Linked DNA regions of Mus musculus: all the other regions are linked to region 6. Evidence: chromatin contacts called from public HiCAR-type, HiChIP or PLAC-seq and promoter capture Hi-C data. All regions are on one chromosome and are shown on one strand. The core of a region is the stretch at or near the end of the contact, and the rest is flanking DNA. Distances in the headings are between cores, read along the strand shown.

Region 1 (3,705 bases), core at 416-2,915, 1.3 Mb before region 6:
TAAGGTTCTTAAAAGCTCTAATCTCTGTGACTCCCCCAACACCTAGGGTCAACTTAGTGGCAGCTGTTGCTACAGATAATCCAGGCCCCACTCCTGAGCCGACTGTCACTCCCCACCCCCTGGTATTCTGCTGACCCCTGGCTACTGCTCATGGTGCCTTTGTTTGTAAAGGATCTGCTAGAATATCTCCTTCACAATGCTGTGGCCATCCTTATGAGCAAGAACGATAGAGAAACATCCTTGTCAACAGATCCCACAGCAGAGAAATAAACATTCCAAACCAGAGAGGGGCTGGGAACCCGGAGTGGCCTAGGAAGATGTCTCAGTGGATACAGACGGGATTAGGTCGGCCCACGGGGCGTGTCTGTGAGTGATTTTCTTAACTGGGTTTACTGAAATGTGAAGACCCTCCCTAAATGTGGGTGGCACCCATTTCATAGGCTGTATCTCTGAATGAATAGGGAAGGGGAAACCAGGTACGAGCACTCCTCGCTCGCTGTTTGCTGTGACTATAAGGTGACATAAGCGATTTCAAATTGCTGCTGTTGTATAACTTGTCCTCAGTGATGGAGCTGTGACCTGGAGCTGTGAATCAGAATAAACCTTCATCCCCTAAATTGCCATTGTCAGAGTATTTTATCAGAGCAACCAGAAAAGAAACTAAGGCATTAATAAAGGAGTAGAAATGAAGAAGAGAAAGGGTTCCGAGTGTAAGATTTAAAAAAAACAAAAAACAAAAAACCTGGAGTCTGTCCATTTATCAGGGCAGCGGAGCTGGCTACAATTCAGGGCGGGCTATGACTATGGAGGGCTGGCTGGAGCAGATGCCAGAGTGCTTTCCGTGTGATGGCCGATGGTCTCACCTGCTGGGATGTAGCCTGCTCCTTGGCAGGTGTGACAGGTGATGCTATTTCTCCCAGTGAACTCCACATAGGGGAACTGAGCGATGGCTTCCTCCTGATCTCTATCAGCCAGCAAGTCCTCCGGGTTGTCATCCTTCTTTCGCTGACAAAATGTGAGGGCAGAGGAGTGCTGAGACCCCATGTGTCATCTCCTATATGGGGAGGGGGGTGGTGAGCGCGTGTTAGTGTCCATGTGGGGCCGCTCTAGAGGTAAAAAAAAATCACTTCTGCATAAAGTGCAAAATACTGAGCAAGAGGCTGTTGTTCTAAGTGTGTGCCTGTGTGCGCAACACTGGCAGTTCCTACTGCGGCCTTCCTTTTGCAGCAGTGTCCCGTGTCGTGTCTGGCCTCCCCTCCCCCTGGAATAGGACGGCCCTCGCTGGATTAGGCTCTCTGCCCGGAAGACCCCATCTCCCCTCCTGCTCCCCCACCCCACCCCGCCGCTTCCTCCCCTCTGTTTGCAAACTCAAAAGGCAAACAGGCTGCACCTCGGGCACACAAACAACAGGCACCAGATTAATTAAAGGCCTCAGCGATCCCCATTCTCCTCCACTCCCAGCCGAGGAGGCGGGCTCAGGTCACGCCCCCGCACAAAAAAAGCCACGTTCCGAACGCGTTCAGGCCTCCGAGGCTCGGGAACGCGGGCGCCCCCGGACCTGTGGCGCACCAACTGCTGGCAGTTACTCCCGGGACCACTCCTCCCTCCACCTGCCCGCTCCAGCGAGTCCTCGGCGCGCCTCCGCCCGTGCGCACGCGCAGAACCGCAAGCCCGCCCGAGGACCCGGGCGAGCGCGAGCGCCTGCGCCTGCGCCCTGAGCTCCAGCGCGTCCCTCCTGCCGCGCAGCGGCAGCGCACCTACCCACCGGTAGGGGGCGACAGAGAACCGCGGAGGTGCTCGGAGACAGAACGTCGCTCCTCTATACCCCCAGATCTGAGCTTCCGGATCAGAGCGCTTCTGTGTGAGAGGAGGACGGCCAAAGCCATTCTCTCCGCACAGGGACACGGGGCATAAAGAAACCCAAAACCCAGAACCTGTACTAGGTCCCGGCAGAGGATCTGAATGCCTAAAGAGCTTATGGAGAACCACTGTGACAAGGGGCCTGATTGGAGGCAACTTCCATCGGAGTCCTGCTGGCTAGTCAAAAGAATGAAACCCAAAGCTAAGTTTTGCAAGGTGATCCTATTTCAGGACCACTATCCACAAAAAACGTGGGATGGGCATAAAGGGTTTGAGAGCTCCTCCGAAAGCTAAAGTGCCACAGAAGCGAAATGAAACTGGCGAAGAGGGCTAAAGAGCCCTGTGTGATGGTGCACGGGGCTTCCAGCATCTGAGAGACAGCAGGATCGCCACAAATTCAAATTAGCCTAGAACGTGAGTTTGAGGCCAGCCAGCAAAGTGAGACCCTGTTTTAAGAACAGCAAGAGAAGATTTATTTTATTTAAATGACGACCCTGTAGCCGTCTTCAGACACTCCAGAAGAGGGCATCAGATCTCATTACAGACGGTTGTGAGCCGCCATGTGGTTGCTTGGAATTGAACTGAGGACCTCTGGAAGAGCAGTTAATGATCTTAACAGCTGAGCCATCCCTCCAGCCCTACTTCTATGTCTCTTACTTAAATAAATCTGATGATATTGGGAGAAATAAAGGCTAAGCTAAAAACATATTGTTTGGTTGCAGTTAATGAACTCTGGTGATACTGTTCTGCCCAGTTTGGGGGAAGGTTGTAGATTTTTTTCTAGTAAAAATTCTGTGTCTCCTTAAAGTAGATAGAGACTCAGCTGATCCTCTCACTCTTCCTGTCTGGACTGTGAGCTTGGTATTAGAGATTAAAGTAGCTGTGTTGTGACCAAGAGGCCATGAGGAACTCTGGACAGAAGGATAAAAGAAATCAGGTCCCTGATAGAATTCTGATCTTCCTAGATTTCATGTTCTCACAGTGGGACACAATCCTAATAAATATAGACACAGCGCAAATAAAGAGGAAAGCTTGGTCTGTTAGTTGGTCTTGGTTTTGGAGTTTTTGTTTGGATGGTTTGATTTGGTTGTTTTTTGTTTATTTGTTTTTTTCATAATTTTTTGTATTATTTAAATGCACTTTATACATCAAACATATTAATATTATGGAGTATTTTGAGAATCAAATAATACATAAAATTTTGTTCAACTTTTATATTCATATCCTAAAAATATCATTAATGAATATTTAATACTATCCATAACTGAGGATCCTATATCTAACATTGAATACTAAATTGTTTCAAAACATACAAAATATTCTATTGTAATTAAGCATAGTAAAAGAGCATAAAATATTAAAAATGAATCATTAAGGAATATATTCAAAAGCCCTTATATGATAGCACCTGACATAGTGAGAGAGTATTTAAAATGCATTATATATCTGTGAACATTGTCTAACAATCAGTTTACTTTAAAAAGATTATCAGTGTTTCTAAGAGAGAAATTACTTTATCAGTAAGTATATTTTAAAAATTTCAAAATAGCAAAAACTTTTTGAAGTGAAACATTAAGAAAATGCTAAGTTCTAGCATAGAGAGAAAAATTATCAATAATATTTCCATGATGTTTGTAGAACATGATTTTACTATTTTCAACTGTTAATATTCAACAAACTGTAATTATTTTAAGATATACTTTGTTATGTCTCCCTTTTCATTTCTGATTTTATTAATTTGGATACTTTCTCTTTGCCCTCTGGTTAGTCTGGTTAAGGAAGGGTTTACGTATCTTTTTGATTTTCTTAAAGAACCAGCTGATGGTTTTGTTGATTCTTTGTATG
Region 2 (3,780 bases), core at 253-2,752, 1.8 Mb before region 6:
GACACCAAACCACTGTAACTCTTTTTTTTCCCTTGTTTTTTTGAGACAAGGTTTCTCTGTGTAGCCCTGGCTACTCAGAGTCCTGGAACTCACTCTGTAGACCAGGCTGGCCTCGAACTCAGAAATCTGCCTGCCTCTGCCTCCCGAGTGCTGGGATTAAAGGCATGTGCGCCACCATGCCGGGCACAAATAAGTTTTTAAAAATGGTGCACTCCAGGTTCAGTGAGACAAGTCCAGATCCTGTCTTTGACCACAGAGACCCCCTTGCCTCTCTCCACAGTGTTCAGATTACTGGTGTGTGCTACCTACCGTAACCGTACCTGGTGGCTTTTTCATCTTTTGTTTTTGAGACACGGTTTCTCTGTGCAGCCCTGGCTGTCCTGGAACTGGCTTTGTAAACCAAGTTAGCCTCGAACTCGGAGATCTGCCTGCTTCTACTCTTCCCCCCCCCCCCCCCCCCCCCAGTGCTGGGGTTAAAGGAGTCTGCCACCACTACCAAGTGGGAGATACTCTCTTAAGAGAATAAGTTGGGAGGCAGAGGCAGGCGGATTTCTGAGTTCGAGGCCAGCCAGGGCTGCACAGAGAAACCCTGTCTCCAAAGGGGGGCGGGGGGGGGGGGAGAAGAAGAAGAGAATAAGGCAGAGAGCCATCGGATTTCTATAGGTGTGGTTGGAATCTTTAAAGAATCGTGAAAACGGAATAGCCTGTTTCTATAATACACTATTCGGCAGGGCGTTGAGAAGCATGCGCTATGCCAGAAGTCATTTTGATTTTCCATCACTTTATCTGTAAATAATGTCTACCTAAAAAATAATGTCTACCTCTTAGGGCTGCTCTACAAAAATTAATTAGTACATATATATGATTCATGAGATAGAAAGAGTTCGAGTGTTTACATGAAATGACCAAGAAAAAAAAATTAAATGAACTGGTTGGTCACCATAGAAAACTAATAAAACCTTTTCATGTGTAAACAGAAAACACGGTCAGCCACCGTCCACTTTTTTTCTTTTCTTTTTTTTAAGATTTATTCATATGAGTACACTGTCCCTGTCTTCTGACACTGCAGAAGAGGGCATCGGATCCCGTTAGAGTTGGTTGTGAGCCACCATGTGGTTGCTGGGAATTGAACTCAGGATCTCTAGAAGAGCAGTCGGTGCCATTTCTCCAGCCACCCCAATGTCTACTCTTCTGCTGTGTAGGGACGGTAAAGAAGTAGCTGCCCGAGAAGACTGGAGACTACTGCCACCAGAAGACGAACCCTTCAGATGGAAAAATATCCGAATCCGGCGACTGGCGGTGGCCCGCCTTTCCGACGGCCCACTCACCGGCCGAGTTTCTGACAGACACTTCACTTCAGCCACTCCCGTTGTGGAGTCTCTCACTGTCCCGCCCTCCACAGGCTAGTGTTAGTTCTGACCAATAGGAGCACAGCACCCTCAGCGCAGCAACCAATCAGCGTCTAGGGTCGCGTTCCGAGCAGGCGGAGCAGCCAGAGGGCAAGCTGCGCGGTGCCGCGCGGTGGGGGAGGTAAGATGGCGCCGTGCCGGGCGCTTCTCCTTTGCTGTTAGGCGCTGCTCGCCTTCTCTGTCAGCTCAGCGCGGCACGTCGTCTCCTGCAGCGTTGGAGCCTCTCTGGTTGCTAGGCTTTCGGGGAGCCAGGTTCTCCGGTGCCGGGAGCCGTGGGACAAGATGGCGCTTGTAGGACGACGGCCAAGGCGCTCGGGTCGGGGCTGTGAGCGCTGAGGCGGCCAGGGACAAAGGCGGCGAGCCGGGGCGTGGGGGCGGGGCGTGCCGCGCCGTTGCAGTGGTGCCGCGTGGGACAGGCGCCGCGCTTCCGGTCTGCTGCTGCGGAGATTCGGCCAACGTGGTAGGGGCCCGGGCGGCGGGCGGGTCGGTGACGGGAGGCTGGAGGGCGGCCGCGGGAGCACGCAACCAGGACTCGTGGCCGGGCTAAGGCCGTTTCGATCTGTCGTGTGACCGCCCTCCCCGCAGGTTTTGGCATGAACAGGATTCGGATTCACGTCTTGCCAACGAATCGGGGGAGGATCACCCCAGTGCCCAGGTCGCAGGAGCCCCTTTCCTGTTCGTTCACTCACCGCCCGTGCTCTCAGCCGCGGCTGGAGGGGCAGGAGTTCTGCATTAAGCACATTCTTGAAGACAAGAATGCACCCTTCAAACAATGTAGTTACGTCTCGACGAAGAATGGAAAAAGGTGCCCCAGTGCTGCCCCAAAGCCCGAGAAGAAAGATGGGTACGTGGAGAGGCGTGGGTTATATGGGTGCCTTCGGGCTCCGAGAGTCGTTCTTACTTTTCAATGCACGCCAAGCACAGGTTGTATCACCGAGCCTGCTTCAACGCCCAAACCTCCTACCGTTAGACTTTTATTACATTTCGAAGCATTTATTTCCCGTTGGTAGTTTGTTTTGTGTGGTTAGGGACACGTGGGGAGGTCAGAGGCCAATTTGCTGGAGTCGGTTTTAGTACCTCCTGGTACGGAAGGACAGACAGAAGGTTAAGCTAGGCTTGCAGAGTCACAGACTCCCCCACCCCCGGCTCCTCTTTTGAGACAGTCTCGCCCTTGCTTGGAACAGTTTTGGCAACCCTTTATGGTTTTTTAAAGAACTTTCATGTGTATGGGTGTTTGCCTGCATGTGTGTTGGTGTACCACGTTCATGCTTGAGGGGAGGGCGTTGGGTCTCCTGGAACTGGAGTGGGAGAATGTTGGTGCCACATGCTTGTCCCCTGCCTTCAGTTTTAAAGTGCAAAGGGGAACATGATGTGTAGAGTTGGTCGTATCTGCGGAGTTTTAGGTCGTGTGTTTGTAAAAAAGGTATTAAGGATATTCACTCTTTGGGAGGCAGGTCAAAACACTCAAATGCTCAGAGGTGATGATGCTGGCAGCAGTGGTGCAGGCCTTTAATCCTGGCACTTGGGAGTTCAGGCCAGCCTAGTAAAAGCATTGAATTCCAGAATTGCCAGGGCTAAACAGAACCCTGTCTCAACCCTCCCACCCCACCCCGCCAATAATGAGAACTGGAAGGCCATTTGAGGGAGAGATATTTAGTTAATCGCTTGCTGGAAAAATTAAGGTTTTGAGTTCTGATTATGGTCAGACTGATTTTAACCCTTAATTCTCCTGCCTCGGCTTCTGGAGTTCTGGGATTGCAGCTCTAAAGTCTTCTTCCTTAAACATCTATTATGAGGATTCACGTGCTGCCACACACACGTGGTCGGAGGGTAGCTTTCTGCTGTGTGGGGGGTGATGGAACTCAGGTGGTCTGTCTGGCCTTGGTGGTAGGCCCTTCTGTTTGCTGAGTCACTGAATTGGCACTCTAAGTTAATTCTTCATGCTGGAGCGCTGACTCACTTGCCAAGCCTTGTTAAGTAATGGGCACACTGTGTGTGTGTTTTGGAAGGGGCATCATAGTTTTTTTTTTAATCATATATGTATTTAATTTGTGCAAAAATATGGCTTTACTAGGTAATTTGTAAACAGCTAGTTCTAGATTTGAAGCGTGTGTGCCTGTAGTGGATTGATAGTAAAATGTGTTTCCAGAAATAATTTTGAAAAATAAAAGCAGCTCTGATTTTCTGTGAGATACTGCTAACTTTTTTTGTGTGTGTGTGTGTGGTATTTATTTATTTACTTACTTATGTTTTTTTGAGACAGGGTTTCTCTGTGTAGCCCAGGCTGTCCAGGAACTCACTTTGTAGACCAGGCTGGCCTCAAACGCAGAAATCCGCCTGCCTCTGCCTCCTCTCTAGCCACCCAGCACCT
Region 3 (3,957 bases), core at 412-2,911, 1.4 Mb before region 6:
CTCAGTAACACTTGCTGAAAAGCATCAGTGACCCGATGTACCACAGATGTGTGAAGAGCAGGCTTGGGGTTGGGTGTAGCTCCATAGTCTACTGCTAAAAGCACACTCAGGTCTGGGAATATGCTACAGTTGAACAGCATTTGTAAGGCCCTGGGTTGGATACATCACAGGTAAGGAAAGGAGGGAGGGAGGGAGATGGAATCAGTCTGGATGGCCATAAACAGATTAATGGGTAATGGAAATGTGGTACATGTATGGAATGGAATTTTACTCAGCTATAAAGAAAAAAGCCTAAATTATTGCTTTTTTTTTTTTTTTTAGAAAAATGGATGGATCTACAAAGTGTAGTATTAAGTGACCCAAACTCAGAAAGACAAAAACTACATTTCCTCTGTCTCTCATATGAAGCTCCTACCCTGTAAAGTAGACCTGTATACGCATGAACGGGAGTAAGTGTGGGTAAACCCTTAAAAATTAGAGACGAGACCAAGAGAGATGAGAATAGGTGATGAAGGATGGGGGAGGGGACATGAAAGGAGAAGAGAACAGAGGGGTGCACAGCAAAGTCAGGGGTCACGGGGTGGGTGGGGGAGGTGAGAGAAAAGGAGGGTCTACTAAAACGAAATTTTGTTCTAAAATGTCCCAGAGATAACTAATAGCTCATATGCTAATTTGAAATAAAAAAGCAAATCAAAACACTCAGGCACATGTAGGACTTAGAAAGTGACAAACCGGGAAAGCAACATGAACACACATAAACCTGGCATGCTAACGTCTCGATTTCTGCTGGTCGTGAGAAAGACTACATGATTAGAGAACCCAATGGGAACCCAAAATTTTGGAAAAGAAGAACATTTATCTAACTGTTCTGGCTCTTTTTCCCTGAGGGTTTTTCTTTTATTCCTGGAGTTCGTCACCAGATTGGCTCATCACCTGTAGAAGCCCCCACACTTCCCCATGTCGTGCTTTCAGTGGAAGAGACGAGTTCACCCTACCAAGGTTAGCTGGCCTGTGACAGCGGCTCACGTTCTCCTGAGTTTGTATGTCAAGAGGCACAGGACACAAAAATACATGCAGTTCGTATGCCCCCATACTTCATGGACTCACGGTGACACGCATGTGACATAGTCACTGATGCTAAATATAAATATACAGAATCGTATGTGTGTGAGCTCGCAGGGGGCAGGAGGAACACAGCCTGGAAGCATCATAGGTGCACCAATTTGAACTGGATATGTGCCAGGGGAGGGGTCAGGCAACCAAGTGCAACACAGCCCAGCACCCCTGCCCATGCCTCTGGGATCTGAGCGTGCAAGTGCTGGGCGGTTAACCGAGGGGCTCCGCTTCTTCACGAGTGCCCAGCACCCATCCCCCCTCTCGCCTGCGATTTCGGATGCCTTGTCACGTCTGGCCCTCTGTTCCTTTCCGTCCTCCCCACCGCCTGCTCCCGGCACGGCACGTTCGCTCCCACCTCACTCTTGGCTTCGCCCCTCGCTCTCCACCCAAGGCCTCCCTCTTGCCTTGTAGTTTTAGCTCTCCTCCGCCGCTGCTTTCTTGCAGATTGTCCTTGGGGAAAGGGGGAGGGGAGCTTGGCGAACACGGGGAGGAGCCAGGTGGAGGCAGCCGCGGGAGGAGGAGAGGCTTCCAAACCTCTACAGGCCGAAAATGGCAAGGAGGCTCCGCCTCCCTCTGCTTGCCTCTCTCCTCCTCTTCCTCCACCCCTTAAGAACCCTGATGCCTTGTGGCCGCTGCTTGCATGCTTGCTTCCCGAGCACATCTTTATCTTGGGAGCTAGCTGCTCGTGTGCGTGGTGAGGGTTAGAATTTATCTAGTTGCTAATCTTGTCTCCAACTAAGCCAACTTTTTCTCTCCTGGCTTGTCTGCTATTCCTTGAATTCAAACGTGTGCCACTGTTAAAATCCAACCACAGCAATTGACCACCCCTATCGCGCTTTCAAGGGACATGTTTATCTGGAGTCTGTGTGCCAGGCTTTGTCTTAAGACAGATACCTGCCTTTAAGAAACACAGAACACTGGTATATCTTATACAATAACCTCAAAAGTCTTTCCACGTTTGCATCATTTCTCAGAGAGGAAAGAGGGCGAATCCAGCTTGCATGCTACCACGGACCAAAGAGGGAAAGGCCCCTTCTCAAGTCCGCAGCAGCAGGTTGCAAGAGTCTGGGAGGGAAAAGCTACCTCCCAGAAGATACTTTTGCAGCAGGCGCTCTAAGGAACACTGGGCTGGTGTTCCCTGAGCACCACCAACATCCCCAGCTCACACCCTCTGCTCTGCTGCCTCCCCTCTTGTCTTTGCTTGAATGCTTATCCACAGTCAACTTTACTCTGTGTCCCAGGACCGGCGGATTTCTCTACTGCCCTTTCTTTCTCTGCTAGCTTTGCCTCTGCCATGTACATTCCGGCTGCCAACGATAAGAATGCAAGTGAACCTATAAAACCGAAGGCAGTATTTGCAAATCATGTATCTGATAAAGGACTGGGATGTAGAAGAAAGACCCCTCAGACCTGCCTAGTAACCCCACCCGGTGCTGGTGCGGTCTGCCTTTCTGTACCCTTTCCCCCACCCACCTCCCATCTTCTACCTCTCTCAACCCTCATCTGAGAGTTTCTATTTGTCGTAGGTGGTGATTAACACAGCAACCACAGCTGGACAAAGTGCAACAAATAATAGACCGCACCCCCACCCAGGAGGCCCAGGAATCATTCCCAAGGAAGGGTCAGAAAGAAGGGAAGGGCCAGAGGCAGTGGGAGGCTGCAAGGAAAATTATCTTATGGGCACACCGGGGCAGCTGCAGATATGAATCCAGAGCAGTTTCGACAGCATTTACAAAATCTGTGCAAGCCAAGTCCAGACCATTCCAGCCATGGAGCAAATGGCAATCCTTAGCTGCTGGAGGCAGGGAGAGACAGTTTTCTGAGAGTGTAGCCCCTGATGAGTTGACTCCAGAGGAAGACCACATCCAACATTGTTTGGGCAGCACAGATTGGTCTTAAAGGGTTAAAAGAACACAAAACCGGGTGGGTAGCGAAGGGGAAGAGATTGGGAAAAGCATGGGGAGTGGGGATGAATTTGATCACATATGTATATATGTATGTATGTATGTACACATCAGAGGAGACTCAAACCTCTCATAGAACTAACTTTAAAAATAATAAACTTTATACGCGAATAAAATCCTCTAACAGCTCAGTAGTAAAAAAGACAATACGTTTTAAAATGGGCAAAGGATCTGGACAGATATGTTATCAAAGAAAACACAGTTGGCAAATAAACATACGCAAAAACATTCATTTGTTCTACCACCAGGGAGCTAAGAGACTCTTACCCAGCTATCAAATGGCTCAGATAGGAAGAGATAATATTAAATACAGTGAGACTGCAAGGCCGACCTGAACATTAGTGAACATCGTTCATTGTTGGCAGAATGCCCATTAGTTAAAGGCAACTTAACAGTTTCCAGTCACAGACATGGCCATCACATAACTCTTAAATGAGTTACATCATGCCCTCAAACATATTTACAGCAGCTTTGTTCACTCTTGCCCCAAAATAGAAGCAAGACATCTCTCGAGGTAAATAGGTAAAGAAAGCGTGGTATGTTGATATGACAAAGCACTATTCAACAATAAGGAAAATTAATTATCAAGCCGTGAGCAGACATGGTGGAAGCCTAAATGCACCTTTCTCAGCAAATCAGGCAGTCTGAAAGTGCTACCTGCTATATAAGATTCCAGCTTTCTGGCTTTCTGGAAAAGACAAAACTATGAAAATCAGTGGCTACTTAGGGTTTGAAATAGAGAGGAATTTGTGTAGCGCATAGACAGAGGATCTTAAAGGTGGTGTGTAGGAGGTGTGCCTGATATTTTAATTGGGAATCTTGAGTGTCAACACTAAAGGTCCTGTTCCCCAACTGGTTCTTGATTGATCAATAAAGA
Region 4 (3,913 bases), core at 214-2,713, 1.4 Mb before region 6:
GAACAGACACTGTAGGCTTTGCAATTTTATAATGAAGTGCTCTCAAGCTCCATTTTGTAGTACAGTACCATGACGATAGCTATACAGCGGTTTGAAATTGGGCAAGTGAGAAAGCATTTGGGAAGCAAGACTTTGTTTTTTACTTAAAATCAAATTTTCTAGAAATAGAAGGATATTTAAGTATTATTACAGCCAATGAAAGACCCACAATGTGAGGGCTCCCCCACGTTCTGACTCAGGAGAGGCGACACCCCAAAATCACCCACAAGAAACGGGTCTTGCTGCAAATTGCAAGAGGATTTTTATTCAAGAGCGCTCTCGGGCCCATGGTCATACACCACGCAGGGGTAGAGGACCGTGGCGCCCTGAGTAGCTGGGTAAGGGGGTATTTAAAGGAAGAAACCGAAACTTAAGGAAGTGGGGAGGGTGTTGTTGGAAGATACCAAAGATACCAGTTAAGAGTCACAAGGAAGTGTAAAGTTACAAGAGTCACAAGGAATACCTGGTAATTGTTAACTCTCAAGACAGCTTCTAAGAGCCTCTAACAATAGCACATTTGCATTGCAGGTTCTGGTAATGGCCAGGGTGACTTTCTTTGAATGAGCACTCTTTGAACCCAGGAAGCGGGTGGGTAGAGGAATGTTGCTCTCTTTTTTGATTAGCATACCTTTACAAAGGCCACATTCCCAAGCCTGGGCCTAAAGGCCTAGAATTCTGTTTTTACGTTGTTATACTTTCACCAACACTCAAGAAAGATAATACTCGGAGAAATTGAGCGAAATACATCAGTCTCAAAGCCAATGCCCGAACCCTGTACTCTTCCTTCTGTGTTGGGTCATTGAACTACAGCTGGCCCAGAACCTCCGAAGAGAGGTGACTGCCACCCTCCAGGTTACAGTACTTCATCTTGCTAGATCCTTAGACCCTCTGCTGTGTACAAGTGCAAACCTGCTTTTGTTATGTAGTGGGTAAATTCTGAGAGAGAGAGAGGGAGAGAGAGAGAGAGAGAGAGAGAGAGAGAGAGAGAGAGAGAGAGAGTTAGTTCAAATAAGCTGGGCTTCCTCAAATCAAGATTGAGAGGCAGTCACCAGCAGCTTGCTCTGTCAATTATGTGACGCTTGTACTCTGAAATGGATGATGCTAAGCAGAGAAGACGGTGGGGATGTGGTGCCAGGACTGTTTGCAGATATAGACTCTGGGAGGCAGACTAATGGGATGCCCTGGTCCACACAGACGCAGACTTATAAGAATAGGCTTAAAATTCGGGATTTTCCTCCACCATTGGACCAGGACACGAGGCCAGAGGCTAGGAGTGATCTAGCGATCGCGCCCACGTCCTATAAGCAGCGACAGGGGAATGCGTCCAGCTCCTTAGGAAAGTTTTAAGAACCCACCAACGTCCACAGTCTGCGCAGGCGCACTCGGCTCGCTCACACTGGCCTGCGCGCAGGCGCCCACGCACTCGGCCGGCTTGCGCTGTAAACCCCGGGGCTGATGCGAGCCGCTTCTGCTTCCGGGTCACGCCTTGACAGCGGCTTCCCGGACCGATCTGACCCGCGGTTCGGTGAGTGCGGCCGTGAGTGCGGGACGGTGTTGAAGCCAGCCCCCCTCCCCACCCCCAAGTCGGTGCTTCGCAGCCTGTGAACGCCCCTTAGCCGCCTGCCCGGCCTCTGTGCCTCCGGACCCGGCCACCGTTCCCGGCCTTTGCGGGTGGTGGGGGCGGGGGCTGGTCGGCGCCCCGGGGTGCAGGCTGAGACTCCCGGGACTCGCCCGGATTGCTGTGAGCGCCCGGGGGTCCCTGCCGCAAGGGACGCAGCAGCCCTGGCCTTTGCTGCCCTGGCCCCCGCCCCTCTCCGTCCGTCTGTCCGTCCAGACCCGGCAGCTGCGAACCTCCAGCTGTCCGCGTCCTGGGATTGGGAGCCTCCGGCCAGGCCAAGGGTCACCGCGGGGGCGAGGCCGACGCCGGCCCTGAGCAGGGTCTGTTGAGTGTATTTGTGCATTGCTTTAAAAAAAAAAAAAAAAAGTTTTCTGTACATTCCATAGGAGGGAGAAGAAAAAACAGGGCATGGAGCAAACGAGTCACAGCTGAGGGAAGGACCCACCGGGGTCAGATTGCAGGGTTGCTGGCCTCGGGGGCCACAGGGAAGTTGATTATCTTGATCTATCCTGACAGCAGATGCTGTCCTTGCGAAAGGCACACAGTTTCACCTGGAGCTTCAAGGTAGAGTTCTTAGCCTGGAAGCCAGGAACATCCATAAAATGAGTGCAGGGTTTAGTGCCATCTGCTTAATGTACCAGGAACTTACACAACCACATCAGGTCAAGCCTTCTGCTTTGTCCCCTCTGACCAACACCGTTGCTGAAACCCGGACTATACCTTTGCGCCCACCCCACCTCCCAACCCCATGCTTTTTTGTCCCCTTTGTTACAAAGTTTAAGAAAAAAAAAACAGGATTTGCCGAATTCTAAGCCATACCCACAGCCTCGCATACCTTTCAGACAGCTGTTAATGGCTACTGATTAGCAAAAAGAAACTAGAGTTTATACTACATTATCGAATGTATAAAGGGATAACCCATCGCAAATTTGCGCTTCTTAGTAGTTGCATGTGTAATTATATATATATATTCTACAGTAAAGCTTTTGCTTCTGAGTCACACCCTGACAGCAACTTACCTAACCCAGGGGTTTGGTGAGTCCGATCCTGGGTGCTTGATGCTGTGATGCCAATTCAAATATGGATTTAACAAATTTATATTGAGGACCAGCATGTGCCAGGCACTACTTAAAAACCTTCTCATAACCTTTACTCTTAGGGGTGGGGTTGATTTTTTTGTTTGTTTGTTTTTCGAGACAGGGTTTCTCTGTGTAGCCCTAGCTGTCCTGGAACTCACTTTGTAGACCAGGCTGGCCTCGAACTCAGAAATCTGCCTGCCTCTGCCTTCCAAGTGCTGGGGATTAAAGGCGTGTGCCACCACGCCCGGCATTCTTTCCAGTTTTTGATAGGTGCTTTTTTTTTTTTTATAAGGATGCACCACCTCAATAGCTGTTATTTAACACATCTTCCATAGTTAAAGCTTTTATTGTAGTTGAATCTAAATACGTTGAATTATTTTCTTTCACCGCTCATCCTAGAATTCTCTACCATAACGTAGTTTCAACACATTTGCACAGCCATATTTCTCAGGCATGTTGACTAGCCAGTTATTAAAATGTTTTTATTTTAAATCTGCTTATTACCCAGAATTGGAAGTATTTTTTTATTGGCTTGAAGTTTTAAAGATTTGTGTTGATTCCAGAGTGGTTCTATGCTTACTTTCCCCACTGCCCGGCTTTTTTTCTCCTTTGAATATTTGAAAATATTTTACGGGCTGGTGGGATGGCTCAGTGGGTAAGAGCACCCGACTGTTCTTCCAAAGGTCCAGAGTTCAAATCCCAGCAACCACATGGTGGCTCACAACCATCTGTAACGAAATCTGACGCCCTCTTCTGGTGTGTCTGAAGACAGCTACAGTGTACTTGCATGTAATAAATGAATGGATCTTTAAAAAAAAAAAAAAAAAAAGAAAATATTTTACAGATGACTTATCATAGGATAGGTTTATTCCATTGCCTCCCCTTCCACACAGGCATCACACTTTTTCATAGTCTGTCAAGCGACCAGTATTTGTTAAACATCTACGTTGTATGGGATGTGGTGGCTGGCTTTACTGAGCAGAGAAGACAGAGAAACGATGATATGTGCATACGTATATTGTAAGACAAGGGTGTAAGGAACCTGAAGGTGCTACCAGGAAAAAAATAGCAAAAATTCAGAGCAGGAAGAGAGTGGCATGTTCTCTTCAGCCTTCAGAGACTCCTTGCTAGCCTTTGAAGGCCGTGTTGCGCTCCAGGAGGGTCTTAGGACCTGACC
Region 5 (4,091 bases), core at 738-3,237, 1.8 Mb before region 6:
AGGCAGGGTGGCTTAGTACTGGTCTGGCACACAGAGGTCCAGAAGGTTCCTGGGGAGCTGTTGGTACCTAGTCTTGATGACAACTTATAAATACTGATTCTGACATCAGAGAGAATCATCCGTATCCCAGGCAAACAAACTCATGGCGAGAGGGAAGGCCAGAAGGAACAAAGGGGAGATAACGTCCTACCAAAACAACCTTTTTATCGGAGCTGCTACCAGGCCCACCCACAATCAGGGGAGGGCCTTCCCACACCAGTCAGATCAACTTCTTCAGAACATGTCTTCAGGCGAGGCTCCGTATTCGGTGATTCTAATCTGCGACAAGTTGACATTAAAACCAACCATAATATTTTTATTTTATAGATTCAGAATTAGCATCTATAGTAATATGTGCGTAAACTCGACACTGGTGGATTTATATAGGGAGAAGAGAGTAATTAGATTAAATTTTGAATAAGAATCTAATTCTGGAGCTGGAGAGATGGCTCAGTGGTTAAGAGCACTGGCTGCTTTTCCAGAGGTGCCCAGTTTCCCAGCAACCACAGGGTGGCTCACAACTATCTGTAATGTGATCTTTTGCTCTCTTCTGGCTTGCAAGCATACATGTAGGCGGAACATTGTATACATAATAAATAAATAAATAGGTCTTAAAAAAGAGAATCTAATCCTGTCAGTTAATAGTCAGATTGTTCTATGAGTGGACTAAATTCCTTTTATCACGGCACGTTTAGTCCTGTCATCAGGAGGCAGAGGTAGGCAGGTCTCTGAGTTCGAGGCAAATCTATTCTACAGAGCAAGTTCCAGGACAGCCAGGGCTACACAGAGAAACCGTTTCAAAAGCAAAAGCAAAAAAAAAAAAAAAAACCTAAACAAACAGAAAAATCTTTCACCTCCTCTAAGGCCAGGAAGCCTCACTTAAATTTCCATTTGTGGTAAACAATCACAAAGTAAGGATGTTGGAAGCGTGTTCATAACTCAAGGACTGCCTGTGCCTGTAGCTCAGAGGCAGAGCACACATGTGCCATGGGACTATCTATCCCTAACGCCGGGGAAGAAAGCAATGCGAGCCCACCCACGGAAGTACAGAATCCGCGTTCTCAAGACAATGTGCTGAGAAGCGGAAGTGCACAAAATGGGAACTGAGAGAGAAATGAAAAGCGTCTGCTTGTGCTTTAGAGAATGAATTCATTAACACCCCCCCCTCTTTATTTTAAATAAAAAATAAAACAGACTCTGGGCAAGTCCCACGCGATGCTGTATTCCAGGCTAGGGAAATAGGAAAGTAGCGCCTGGGCCAAAGGTGTCCAGTGCGGGAGCAGAGAACAGCCACAGGATAAATGTGCTTATATTCCCTGTACTATAATGGCTTTGCAGGAACTTGGAAAGCAAGAGAAAGCCCAGGGGAGTTACTCTGGATCTGGTTACTGAGTCTCTGGGACAAGGCAGATAGTGAAGTGTCCTGCTGACTGCGTAGGAGGCAGAAAAAATTAGCCTCCATTATAACCTATTCTTGAAAGCAAAGCTTACAGGTCCTGGGACCACAGAATCGGGGATAACACTTGCTAATGATCCAGGTGACCACTGGGACGCCTTTTATTATGGAGCCGATGCTGGTGAAACGTCAGAGACGGTTAATAAACACAACTCTACAATGCGGATAGTCTGAGAGTTAAGAGTGCGCCAGGCTTCCCATTGTAAACAGTTCCTCTAGGGACCATGGTGGATGTTCAGCACAACACATGGGGTCAGCAGGGGCTGGAAACAGTTGGCTTCTGTGGACCGTGCAGTGGCGTGCTCCCTCAATCCCCAGACCTGCCGCTGCTTGCATTGCAGGTACTGATGCTGCGTGGGACCGAGGCTGGCTGCTCCGACACACCTCTTTGTAAATGTGTCTACATTTCGGGTCTTGAACCACCCCTGCCCACCAAAGGCTTGGTTGCTTGGGAGATAAGTTGATGAACTATGGGCAAAACACAGCCCGACAGCGCCCCCGTGTGGTCTTCGCGGCATTTGGAGAAAGCCTGTATCGCAGAGTCTGTCATGTGGAGTGGGGGCATGTGAATGTGTGTGTGTGTGTGTGTGTGTGTGTGTGTGTGTGTGTGTGTGTGTGTGTGTGTGTGGTGTGTGTGTGTGTGTGTGTGTGTGTGGTGTGTGTGTGTGTGTGTGTGTGTGTGAGAACTGTCTTTGACTTTGGGTCAGTGCCCTTACGCAGTGCATCAAGAGCAATTCGTTTTCACCTTGGAAGATCAGCGATGGACATTTGTTGTATCATGTTATCCTAGGAATATTTATGTAGCATTACCCCAGGAATATTTATGTAGCCCTACTATTTTCTGTGGTTTGGAGACGGGGGGGTGGGGATTTGGTGTCCTGGGAAAGGCCCAAGGTGGTCACTTTGTATCATTATACCGATATCTATATAATTACACATTTCTGTTATCTATCATCTATTTATCTATCAATAATATCCATCTATCCCTACCATCTGTCTAACTACTATCTATCTATCTATCTATCTATCTATCTATTCTATCATCATTCTAGTTCCTCCTCCTCCTCCTCCTCCTCCTCCTCCTCCTCCTCCTCCTCCAAGACAGGGTTTCTCTGTGTAGCCCTGGCTGTCCTGGAACTTCCTCTGTAGAACAGGCTGGCCTCGAACTCAGAAATTCTCCTGCCTCTGTCTCCCAAGTGCTGGGATTAAAGGCGTGCACCACCACTGCTCTGCCATACCGTCAGCTTCTAACAGTGCTTTATGAAATGTTAGAAGTATGTTCCGGGGGATTAAATGGGAGTGTCTTTTCATATTCACTTCATATGAGTCTGCTGATAACAGAGGCCACTTTCCAAAGTGAAATGCAAGACTGAATGTTTACAAAAAAGAGTCTAGAAGCTTGCTTTACATTTTTTCTTTAAAAAAACATTTTTTTAAAGTTTATGTGTATGGATGTTTTGTGTGCATGTGTGCATGTGTAGTGCATATGTGCCTAATGCACTCAGAGGCCAGCAGAGGGCTTCTGATCTTCTGGAACTGGAGTTATAAATGGTTGTGAGTTGCCACGTGGGTTCTGGGAACTGAAACCAAGTTGCCATTAAGGCTCATGGTGGCACATGCCTTTAATCCCAGCGCTCAGGAGGCAGAGGCAGGCAGATCTCTGAGTGTGAGGCCAGCCTGGTCTGCAGAATTCCAGCACAGGCATGGCTACACAGAGGAAACCCTGTCTCAAAACAAACAAACAAACAAACAAACAAACAAACAATATCCAGTGCTCTTGGAGGGGACTCCTCCAAGGGCTTGAATCACTTTCTAGCTTTGCCCTTTGAGCTAAACCTTGTCTTCTAGGTTCCAGCTGCCTGCACTCCACTGCTGTTGCTGCTCTTGGTGGTCATCTCATGGTACTGGCATCTCCAAAACACTGCTGTCTTCTGCTGCAACTGGGCTTCACCAATGGCCTCTCATAAGCTCTCTTTATGGTGCCAAACATCAACTCCCTTGTGTGACCCCTTCAAGTCCTGGGCCATCAATTGCAACTGAGGCTACACCCTCACCAATGGCCTTCCGTGGCCTCTCACAGTGCCGAGCCTCAGCTGCTCTGCATAACCCCTTCATGCCTTCAAAACCAGTACCACTTGGGTGACTCTTACACATTACCAAGTCCAGCCACAGCACAAGGTAAAATCTTGTCTATCTCTGGAACACAGTCTCTGTGCTCTCAGAAAACACTTCCCAGAAGATTTCACCTCAATGATGCTGGTCTCTTCTTAATCACCGCTAATTTCTTAGCTCCAGCTAACCAGCATCAATAGTCCCAGTAATGCAAAGTTTTTGCTTTAGTAGTTCTAGTATTTTGTTAATCACAGCTGATTCTTCAGCCCCAGCTAACAAAACCACAGAATCTTCACAATCAAAATAGCAATAGCCCTGATAAGAGCCTTTAATCTTCCCTCTGAAATGTCACAAGCCAGGCCTCCATCATTTGCACTGTTCTCAACATCATCTCCCAAGCTCCTACACAACATCCCACAGAGCTCTTAACATCCCAATGGCTCTTCTAACCCAAACTTCCAAAGTCTTCCTACAGTCCTCCCCC
Region 6 (4,163 bases), core at 1,443-3,942:
GCCCACTGAGTCTCAACCACATGATCTCTCTTTTGCAGTTTGAAAAATGCAGACACGTCAGCTTTGCCACATTTGGGGATACAGTTGTGTCTCCTGCCTTCTAGACACAGGACAACAGCAATAACCCAGTGGAGGTCTCAGTGGGAAAACTCTTGTGTTAGAATTTTTTTAAAAAGATTTATTTTTAGGTGTATTGGAGTTTTGCCTGTGTGTACGTCTGTGCACCGGGTGTGTGCTGTGGCCACGGCCACAGAAGACAGAAGACGGCTTTCGATTCACCCCCCACCCCCCAGATGGAGTTAAATATGGCAGTGTTAGAGTTCCAGTGTATAAATCGCTACACAAACCAGGCCGCTTTAGAAGGACGTGCCATTAATAGAGTAAGTGTGTCTGGGATAGAGTTGTGTCTCCCTGTTCACCAGGTTAGGGCACAGTAGTGAGCTGCCATGTTGCTGCTGAGAACTGAACCTGAGGCCTCTGGAAGAGCAGCCAGCGCTCTTACCCACTGAGTCATCTCTCCAGGCCTAGTAACGCGCATTTTCGATTCACTACTGGGAAGAATCAAAGTGGTGATAGAAAAATCACCTTTTTGCTTTGCATTGTTATTGTCACGTACTATTCAGTTTCTGACCATCCGGAAATTCAGATAAAGATTACAAGCCTCCAAATCTATTCCTCTCCCCTCCCCTCTCCCTTTCCCTCCCCTCTCCCCTCTCCCTCTCCTCTCCCTCTCCCTCCCCTCTCCCTCCCTCTCCCCTCTCCCTCTCCCTCTCCCTCTCCCTCTCCCTCTCCCTCTCCCTCTCCCTCTCCCTCTCCCTCTCCCTCTCCCTCTCCCTCTCCCTCTCCCTCTCCCTCTCCCTCCTCTCCTCTCCTCTCCCTTCCCCTCAGTCCTTCTCTCCCTCCCCACCTCTCTCCTTAACTATCCTGCAGTATGAACCATGGAAAAAGTCCAAAGGACAATAGGTCTAATTGTATTCCAAATTGCAGCCATAACCAATAACCTACAGAACTTCCTGAATACCTCTAACAGGGCAAGAGATTTACCTAGAATGAAAAAGTGGTTTAAGATCTTTTGAGTTTTATCAGTTGAAACCTGATAGAAAGGAATTTCCCAGGATTCCTGAGTCCACCACCAAGCGTTTCCTGACAGGAGTTTATCCGATGTTACTAGGGTGTGCAGTTGGGAGGGGGGCGGGGTAAGGTAATCAAGACTTTTTTAGCTACGATTATATGTCAGATTCCTAACCTCCCCTCTGAGGAGAGTTCGGTCTCCATGGGGAGACTGTCGATACAAGACTACAAACAAATTCGAACAATCTGAGGACTGTGCAAGACAGCACAGGTTTATGAAGTCCGGACACCACATGGTTTAGAAAACAGAACTGCAAAAGTAGGACTGAGGAGGGGAGCATTAATTATAGGCAAGCCGAAAAAAGGCGTTCCTGGCTCCTTAGGTCTAGAGTGACCACCGCCCTTGAGAGGGGCGAGGGGACGTGCAGCATTCATTCTAAGGCTATTGTTTAAGTATGGCTGACCGGACCAGAGGTTTAGGATGAAGAACACAGTGTGTAAAGGGGAAATAGGGTCCTGCCCTGTCAATCATGAACACTGACACGGGCTGAAGGTACCCCAAGACTTTCGTGCCACGGAAATAGGCAGTGTTGCAGATTTCCTCAGGAAAACATTGAAGGCAAAAAAGTGTGATCACACCCAACCCTTTCCTCTATGCCCAGCCCAATCTCTCCCACGTCCCCCAAAGGAAGAGAGCACCAGGTCAAACTCGTTTGTTTATTCTTTCATTCAACCAGCATTTCGCTCTCCTCGGGGGTCTTTGTTCAACCGAAAGGGAAGGGCCCTCGCCATTCCGGCAGCACCGAATATTCTCGTCTAGGGGTCCCCCTGAGCCGCCCGGCTCTGCAAGACCAAAAGCACCACCGAGGGATCTGGGCTGTAGAGAAAGCTCCAGGCCTACATTCCAACGAGGGCGCTCTCGCTGGAAGCCCGGGGAGACGCTAGCACCAGGGGTGGGGTGGTAGCAGGAGGGAAAGTGTCCACCAAGAGGGAACAGGGCGCCCCTGGGCGGCCTCGGAAGAACCCAGCCCGAGGTTCTTTTATTAAAGGTGTGTCTGGCTTGCTGGTCAAACGCAAACCCTCCCTAGTACGCTGTGGCACGTGCAACCCAAAAGTCTATGCCGACACGCAACTGCGAGCCGCCTCTCATTCACCACCAGGCTAGCACTGGAGAGTGAAAGCACATCTAGGTGGAAAGATCGAGAACACAAACCGGCCCTCTGGGCAGCGTGGCAGCGCCCGCCCAAGTTCTGCGGGAGAAAAAAAAAAAAAAAAACCCTTCACGTAAATCAAATCTTAAGTCACGGGCTGGGAATGGTTATGGGGGGGGGGGCTGGGAGGGTAGGGTACTGCACACTCGCCGGCTGCGTCCCCGAAACGCAGCGTTGGAGACCGGGCTGGGAGGGAATCTAAGGGATCCGGCTCCGTAATTACAGCAGCCGCGGGTGGCGGCCACCCACGGGGCTGCAGTGCCCCGAGCCGCGGGGAAGCGGGGTGCGGCTGGCCCCCCGATTCGGGGTGCGGGGCAACCGGGAGGGAGGCGGAGCCCAGGTGCTGTTGATACACAAAGGCGAACGCCCGCGCCCCGCCCACTGACGCGGCGCCCCGCCGCTATAACTCGCGCTCGGGAAGCTGCTCCACACCGCGCCACGCCGTCGCCCGCGCCGCTACCCCTCAATCTCCGCCGGAGGATCGTGATCGCCATTCCCCGCTCTTTTTTTTCATTTTTCTTTAATAATTAAAGAGGAAAAAAAAATCCACCTCTTCTGCCTGTTGTTGGATTACGGGGAAATTTTAAAAATTTTTTATTAAAAAAAATAAAAGAAAAGGACTCCGTCACTGTTACATTTTTTCCCTCGTTTTACAATTCTGGTGTGTGACCGAGACAGCCCACGGGAGACGCTGCCGTGAGGTGGGCCAGCTCGCAGGGAGAGCACCGAGGTGAGGCGGGGGAGGGGCGGCGGCGGGGACGCGGGCGGCGCCGGCGGCGGGAGCGGGGGCTTGCGGCCACCCGGCCACAGCCTCCCGTTAGGGGGAAGGGGGAATCGCGCACGGGCCGCTCGGCTGCTTGCAATCGGGTCTTGTGCCTCGAAAATAATCGTCCGGTCCGGGCGTGGGGCAAGGCGAACCGCGCGAGGGCTTGACAATCAATCGCCCCTCGGTATTGCATCAGTTCCTCCCGGGGTAGAGGAGGGGCGGGTGACCGGGTACCCGGGGCAGTCCCCGGCTTGCCGGAGGCTAGGCTCGGCGTGCGCCCTGTAAACAAGCCCCGGCTGGGGCAGGGGGACCGGGCTCAGCGCCGGGGCGGCTGGAGGGGCGCCTCGGCGGGCGCATCTTTGTTCTCGCGGCCCCGCCGTCGGTACTTTTCCGCCCCTCGCCGCGCCCCCGCCCCTCGCTCGCCTGGTACTTTTCCACTCGCCTGGCGGGGGATGAATCAGCCGCGCTGCGCCGCTCGGCGGCGTCACGTGGTACGGGGGGGGGGCGGGCGGGCGCGCGCCGCAGTCCTGACGCGCCGCCTTCTACCTTCGCAGGCAGCCTCGAGGGCCAGTGCGCCGCCAAGGACAAAAGGAAGCCCGCGCCGCGAGCGAGCCGCACACCGTCCGTCCCTCCCGAGCAGCATGAAGAAGACCGAAATGGGAAGGTTCAACATCTCCCCGGATGAGGACAGCAGCAGTTACAGCTCCAACAGTGACTTCAACTACTCATACCCCACCAAGCAGGCTGCTCTGAAAAGGTGGGAAAAAGAAATGTGCTTTGCAAATTAAAAAAAAAAAGCCAGCTTGCACACACGGGTGCCTCGGGGCTGGAGGGATTGCTCATCGGTTACAGGCTAACGCGCACACCCAGGAACCAGAAGGCTCACCCGAAGCCTCGGTCTCCCCTGGCTCACAGCCCCGGAGAGAGTAGCCTGCTAAATTACCCGGTTGTTACTGCATGACAGATGGTATTACCTTCGAGAACACCTAGTTCATGCATTAACTTAAGCAGAACTGAAGGGCTTTACATGATGTAAACTATAGTTTTCGTATCTTTCAGTTGGGTTACAACGGCCTTTTTAAAAAAAAAAAAAATTATGTGTTTGCAGCCATTAT
Region 7 (3,869 bases), core at 119-2,618, 1.1 Mb before region 6:
CGTCTGCCTCTGCCTCCCGAGTGCTGGGATTAAAGGCATGCACCACTGCTGCCCAGCATAAATTAATTCTTTCGAGTTACTCCATTTTTAGATCTTTGGCCAAGGATTTTAGCCATGGAATAAATGTTGTATCTTAAAACGTTTTCCTTACACATACTTTCGCCATACATATTACTTCATGTGGCTGTCGTACTGTTGGGTTAGTTTCCTCCATAGGGCTTTTAATGCCTTTAGCATGCCAACCTGAATCCTTCTGAGTTCTAGGGATGGAAATCGGGTCGGCCAGGCTAAGGCTGAGCCATCTTGGGGGCACATCGTGTGGCTGTTGAAACCCTGGACACATTATTTATTTACCGTAAGCCTCGATTGATTTTTTTCTAACTGTAAAATGGGCACAAATAATGTTACTTCAGAGGACTACTATTAGGATTAGATGACATAAGGAGAGTAGATTTGTTTAGCCCAGCAAAAAAATATTAAATGATGATAATACGTGTAAATAATATATTTGGCCTTCACACAAGAGAGGCTAAACGGCGTGACCCAAAATTACACATTAGAGAGCACGGCTGGGCCTTCGCCACCTCCTCGTCCCTCAGGGATTAGCAGATTCCCACTGGTTCCGACCAGAGCAGATGGACACAGGTGTAAAGGGAATGTCCAGTGACACCGGGTCCACAGTACAGTCCTGGTCTCGGCAGAGGGCCTCTGGGGCTGGAAGGGGGCTGGCTGATGGGTTTCCCCACGAACCCCACTTATTATAAGAGATGCGGTAATCCCGCACAGTGTGCGTGTTGAGGGAGCGAGGGTGGCCAGGAGATGGGCGCGCAGAGGACGCTCTAGTGGACACGGGGTGGAGGGTAGATTCACAGGGTGCGGGGGACGCAACAGCCCTGGAGCCGCAGAGCTGTGCGAACCACAGGGGCGGGCTGTGGGCACCCTAGGTCCCGCCACGTTCATAAGGCGCCAGGTCCCAGAGGCCCGGGCACTGCCCAGGAACCCGGGCCTGCGCTGTCTCCAGTCTCTCTGGAGTAAACAACGCTCCCACCCCCGGGCAGCGCCACCGCAGCCGCCGCGCGCAGCCCGCCCCGATCACCCCGCGTCCCCCGGGGATACCTGCGAGACCCCCCATCGCCGCAGTCCCCGGTTGTCGGTAGACCACCGTCCAGACGAAGAAGATGGAGAAGCCGGCTACCGAGCTGAAGCCGGAGTAGGCGGCGCGGAGGCCGAGCTGCAGCCGGGACGGGGCCATGGGGCAGCGGAGGAGCAACGCCGCCGAGTCACAGGTGCAGGGCCCGAGCTGGAGCCCAAGCCCCAGCCCCAGCCCGAGCCCGAGCCAGAGCCGCTGCCGCCCGGCGCTCCGCCCCCAGCCCGCCCCCGGTGCCAACGGCACAGCGCCCTCCCCGGCCGGAGGCCGCTCCCGACACCGCCGCTTGGCAAAGGCCGGCGACCCCTGGTGGAAGGGCAGGGTCCTGGCCTCATCCCCAGAACGCCACCTATCTAGCCTTGGCTGGCCTAGAAATACCGTCTTTACCGGAGCCGGCTACAATGATCATTTAAAAATATTTTGTATATGTGAGCACACTGTAGCTGTCTTCAGACACACACCAGAAGAGGGCATCCGATCCCGTTACAGATGGTTGTGAGCCACCATGTGATTGCTGGGTTTGAACTCAGGACCTTTGGAAGAGCAGTCAGTGCTCTTATCCGCTGAGCCACCTCTCCAGCCCCAATGAGCACTTTTTAATTTTTAAAATACTTTTGAATTTTTTTTTGAGACGTGGTGTCTCCACGTAGTCTTGTCGGTCTTGGAATTCCCTATGTAGGCCAGGTTGGCTTGGAACTCATAGAGACCCTTCTGCCTCTACCTCCTGAGTTCTGGGATTAAATTTTGAATGGGAAGTTCAAACTCATTAAAAGGACAAGTTAAGGCTATAGAAACTAGCCAGCTGTGGTGGTGCATGCCTTTACACTGGTAGAGGTGGAGGCAGAGGGAAGCAGATTTCTTTGAGTTCGAGGGAAGCTAGACCCAGTCACAAAAGTCACAAACCAAAACAAACAAGGAAAACCCATAAAACTGCACATGATGGCCCACACGTGGAATCCTGGCAATTGGGAAGTGGCCGAGGCAAGAAAACAGATCTGGGGAGCTAGTTTGATTCCCCAACTTGCCCGAAATTAAATAAGTAAAATAAAACTTGAAAAAAAATCTAAAATAATATAACAACAATTAACATATTCATTCTTTTTACCAGCCAGGTGGTGGTGGTGCTCACCATTAATCCCAGCACTCACTAGGCAGAAGCAGGTGGATCTTGGTGAGTTGGAGCCTAGCCTGGTCTACAGGGGTCAGCCAGGGCTACACAGAGAATCCCGGTCTCAAAAGACCAAAATAAGGGGAAAAAAATCTTTCTATCCATATTTCGAAGCAGTGGGTTTCCTTCCCAAAAGTTATACACACAGCACAAGATTGCTCCACACGTTTGCCACCATTTTAGTTTATTAAATTAAAAAGTGATCGTTGGCCAGGCAGTGGTGCCAAATGCCTTTAATCCCCGCATTTGGGAGGCAGAGAAGGGCGGATTTCTGAGTTCGAGGCCAGCTTGGCCTACAGAGCGAGTTCCAGGACAGCCAGGGCTACACAGAGAAACCCTGTCTCGGAAATTGTAGCTGACTCTGATAAAGACGCATTTCCAGGCCCGCCTAGGATCAGCTAGGTAGATGAGAGTCTGAGGATGAGCCTAGGACCCTACCCTTCCACCAGGGGTCGCCCGCCTTTGCAAAGCCGCTGTGTGGGGAGTGGCTGGCCAAACCCACTCGCCTCTAACACTTTCTTCCTTTCCTTTCCTCAACTCTCATGCCCCAATCCCTTGCAAGCCTTGCAAGCTTGCCCCTGCCTCTGCAGTGCATCCACAGCAGAACCGCCCCGTGTCTCCACCAGCTCAGCTGTCAGTATGGACTGCTGACAGGGAAGGTCAAAGCAAAAGCCGGGCTTCTGCACTCTTCAACCCAGAGTCCTCTGGCCGGGCCACCCGGCGCACCCTTAGACCTCACAGTGTGAATAACTAGCATCCTTTCACTACAGCAACAAGTACCACAATTTTAATACATTTAGAAGCATCGAAGCTTTATAGTCCTTAGGTCAAGGATCCAAATAGAAATGTCACTGCACTGAAAGCAAGAGGACTCCCGGGCTGCCTCCCCAGGGAAGCTGTAGGGAACAGCTGTTTGCAAGTTACTCTGCTTCCCGACTGGCGGAGACTCCTCCCTCCCCCTCCTCCCTCTTTCTTCCACAAGGACCAAAGTAACCCAGGATAAACTCCCAGACTCCAGACGCTTAACTCCCTCACGCAGCCAAACTCATCAAGTAGGGCGCTCACAGCTTGTGATGCGGATATCTTGAAAGCTCTGCCTGATTCACCTTTCTAGAAGACCATCTCCATGAGCAGCAGCGGTCCCAGTTTCGGGGCCGCCAACACCTAGCAGAGTGTGAGGCATCCAAACTCCCTTAGCACACATCTGTTGAGCAGATGACTGTGACTGACTGAAGCGAGCATTAAATACCAATGAAGGGGATTTAGGCACAAGCCGTCTAAGGAGGAATGCTCAATTAATTGCCAAGCACGTGACGCAATTCACATTTATCTTCCTTTAAAAATAATCAGGGGGCGGGGCGGGGAGGGGAGCGTCTTTAAAAATATCCAAATTAATGCCAGTGCCCCTTTCGCTGTTTTCAGATTTGAATGTTTGCTGTGACTGGTTGGTTCGGGTTGTTTGGAATCCTGAGACGAGCTCTCACTGTGTAAGGGAGTCTGGCTTCTAAGATCCTCCAGCCTAGGAGGCTGGAGGATGGCTCAGGGGTTCCAGAA

The links. Promoter capture Hi-C pulls out the DNA fragments that hold promoters and counts their contacts. HiCAR-type assays count read pairs that join an accessible place to other places. HiChIP or PLAC-seq counts read pairs in DNA pulled down with a chosen protein or histone mark.
Region 1: a contact with region 6 is called in an H3K27ac HiChIP or PLAC-seq map of microglia, with 7 times the contacts expected there. The contact joins the promoter of Tmem106c here to the promoter of Slc38a2 in region 6. A contact is called at or near these places in 2 of 39 promoter capture datasets (hippocampal neurons and pre-B cells), 1 of 484 Hi-C or Micro-C datasets (B cells) and 1 of 115 datasets of contacts at active chromatin or transcription factors (microglia).
Region 2: a HiCAR-type map of astrocytes shows a contact between it and region 6, with 2.1 times the contacts expected there. The contact joins the promoter of Kansl2 here to the promoter of Slc38a2 in region 6. A contact is called at or near these places in 4 of 39 promoter capture datasets (the C10 cell line, embryonic stem cells, hippocampal neurons and 1 more) and 3 of 115 datasets of contacts at active chromatin or transcription factors (astrocytes, embryonic stem cells and extraembryonic endoderm stem cells).
Region 3: an HNF4G HiChIP or PLAC-seq map of pancreatic cancer cells shows a contact between it and region 6. The contact joins the promoter of Pfkm here to the promoter of Slc38a2 in region 6. A contact is called at or near these places in 2 of 115 datasets of contacts at active chromatin or transcription factors (astrocytes and pancreatic cancer cells).
Region 4: a promoter capture Hi-C map of hippocampal neurons shows a contact between it and region 6, with 2.2 times the contacts expected there. The contact joins the promoter of Asb8 here to the promoter of Slc38a2 in region 6.
Region 5: a contact with region 6 is called in an H3K27ac HiChIP or PLAC-seq map of large pre-B cells, with 2.7 times the contacts expected there. The contact joins the enhancer-like site here to the promoter of Slc38a2 in region 6.
Region 7: a promoter capture Hi-C map of 3T3-L1-derived adipocytes shows a contact between it and region 6, with 6 times the contacts expected there. The contact joins the promoter of Slc48a1 here to the promoter of Slc38a2 in region 6. A contact is called at or near these places in 7 of 39 promoter capture datasets (the 3T3-L1 cell line, 3T3-L1-derived adipocytes, the C10 cell line and 3 more), 1 of 484 Hi-C or Micro-C datasets (B cells), 3 of 115 datasets of contacts at active chromatin or transcription factors (astrocytes, embryonic forebrain and pancreatic cancer cells) and 1 of 9 other capture datasets (embryonic stem cells).

What each region holds. Positions count from the first base shown.
Region 1 is chr15:97,962,189-97,965,893 of GRCm38.p6, reverse strand. It overlaps Tmem106c (transmembrane protein 106C), which reads right to left and starts at 1,665. Exons shown (of 8, transcript NM_001252153.1): 1 at 1,559-1,665; 2 at 864-1,054. The coding sequence starts at 1,044.
Region 2 is chr15:98,531,991-98,535,770 of GRCm38.p6, reverse strand. It overlaps Kansl2 (KAT8 regulatory NSL complex subunit 2), which reads left to right and starts at 1,502. Exons shown (of 10, transcript NM_133714.5): 1 at 1,502-1,869; 2 at 1,995-2,253. The coding sequence starts at 2,003.
Region 3 is chr15:98,106,175-98,110,131 of GRCm38.p6, reverse strand. Pfkm (phosphofructokinase, muscle) reads right to left here and starts at 1,661. Exons shown (of 23, transcript NM_001163487.1): 1 at 1,521-1,661.
Region 4 is chr15:98,143,252-98,147,164 of GRCm38.p6, reverse strand. Asb8 (ankyrin repeat and SOCS box-containing 8) reads left to right here and starts at 1,463. Exons shown (of 4, transcript NM_001170710.1): 1 at 1,463-1,564.
Region 5 is chr15:98,508,532-98,512,622 of GRCm38.p6, reverse strand. No RefSeq gene overlaps it. Among named protein-coding and RNA genes, the nearest start is that of Snora34, 9.3 kb to the left of the region's middle. Within about 2 kb of position 1,987, at least 97 of the 459 cell types and tissues checked have an H3K27ac peak or open chromatin away from gene starts, as enhancers often do.
Region 6 is chr15:96,698,257-96,702,419 of GRCm38.p6, reverse strand. Slc38a2 (solute carrier family 38, member 2) reads left to right here and starts at 2,692. Exons shown (of 16, transcript NM_175121.4): 1 at 2,692-3,012; 2 at 3,603-3,805; 3 at 4,157-4,163. The coding sequence starts at 3,690.
Region 7 is chr15:97,781,864-97,785,732 of GRCm38.p6, reverse strand. Slc48a1 (solute carrier family 48 (heme transporter), member 1) reads right to left here and starts at 1,368. Exons shown (of 3, transcript NM_026353.4): 1 at 1,117-1,368. The coding sequence starts at 1,252.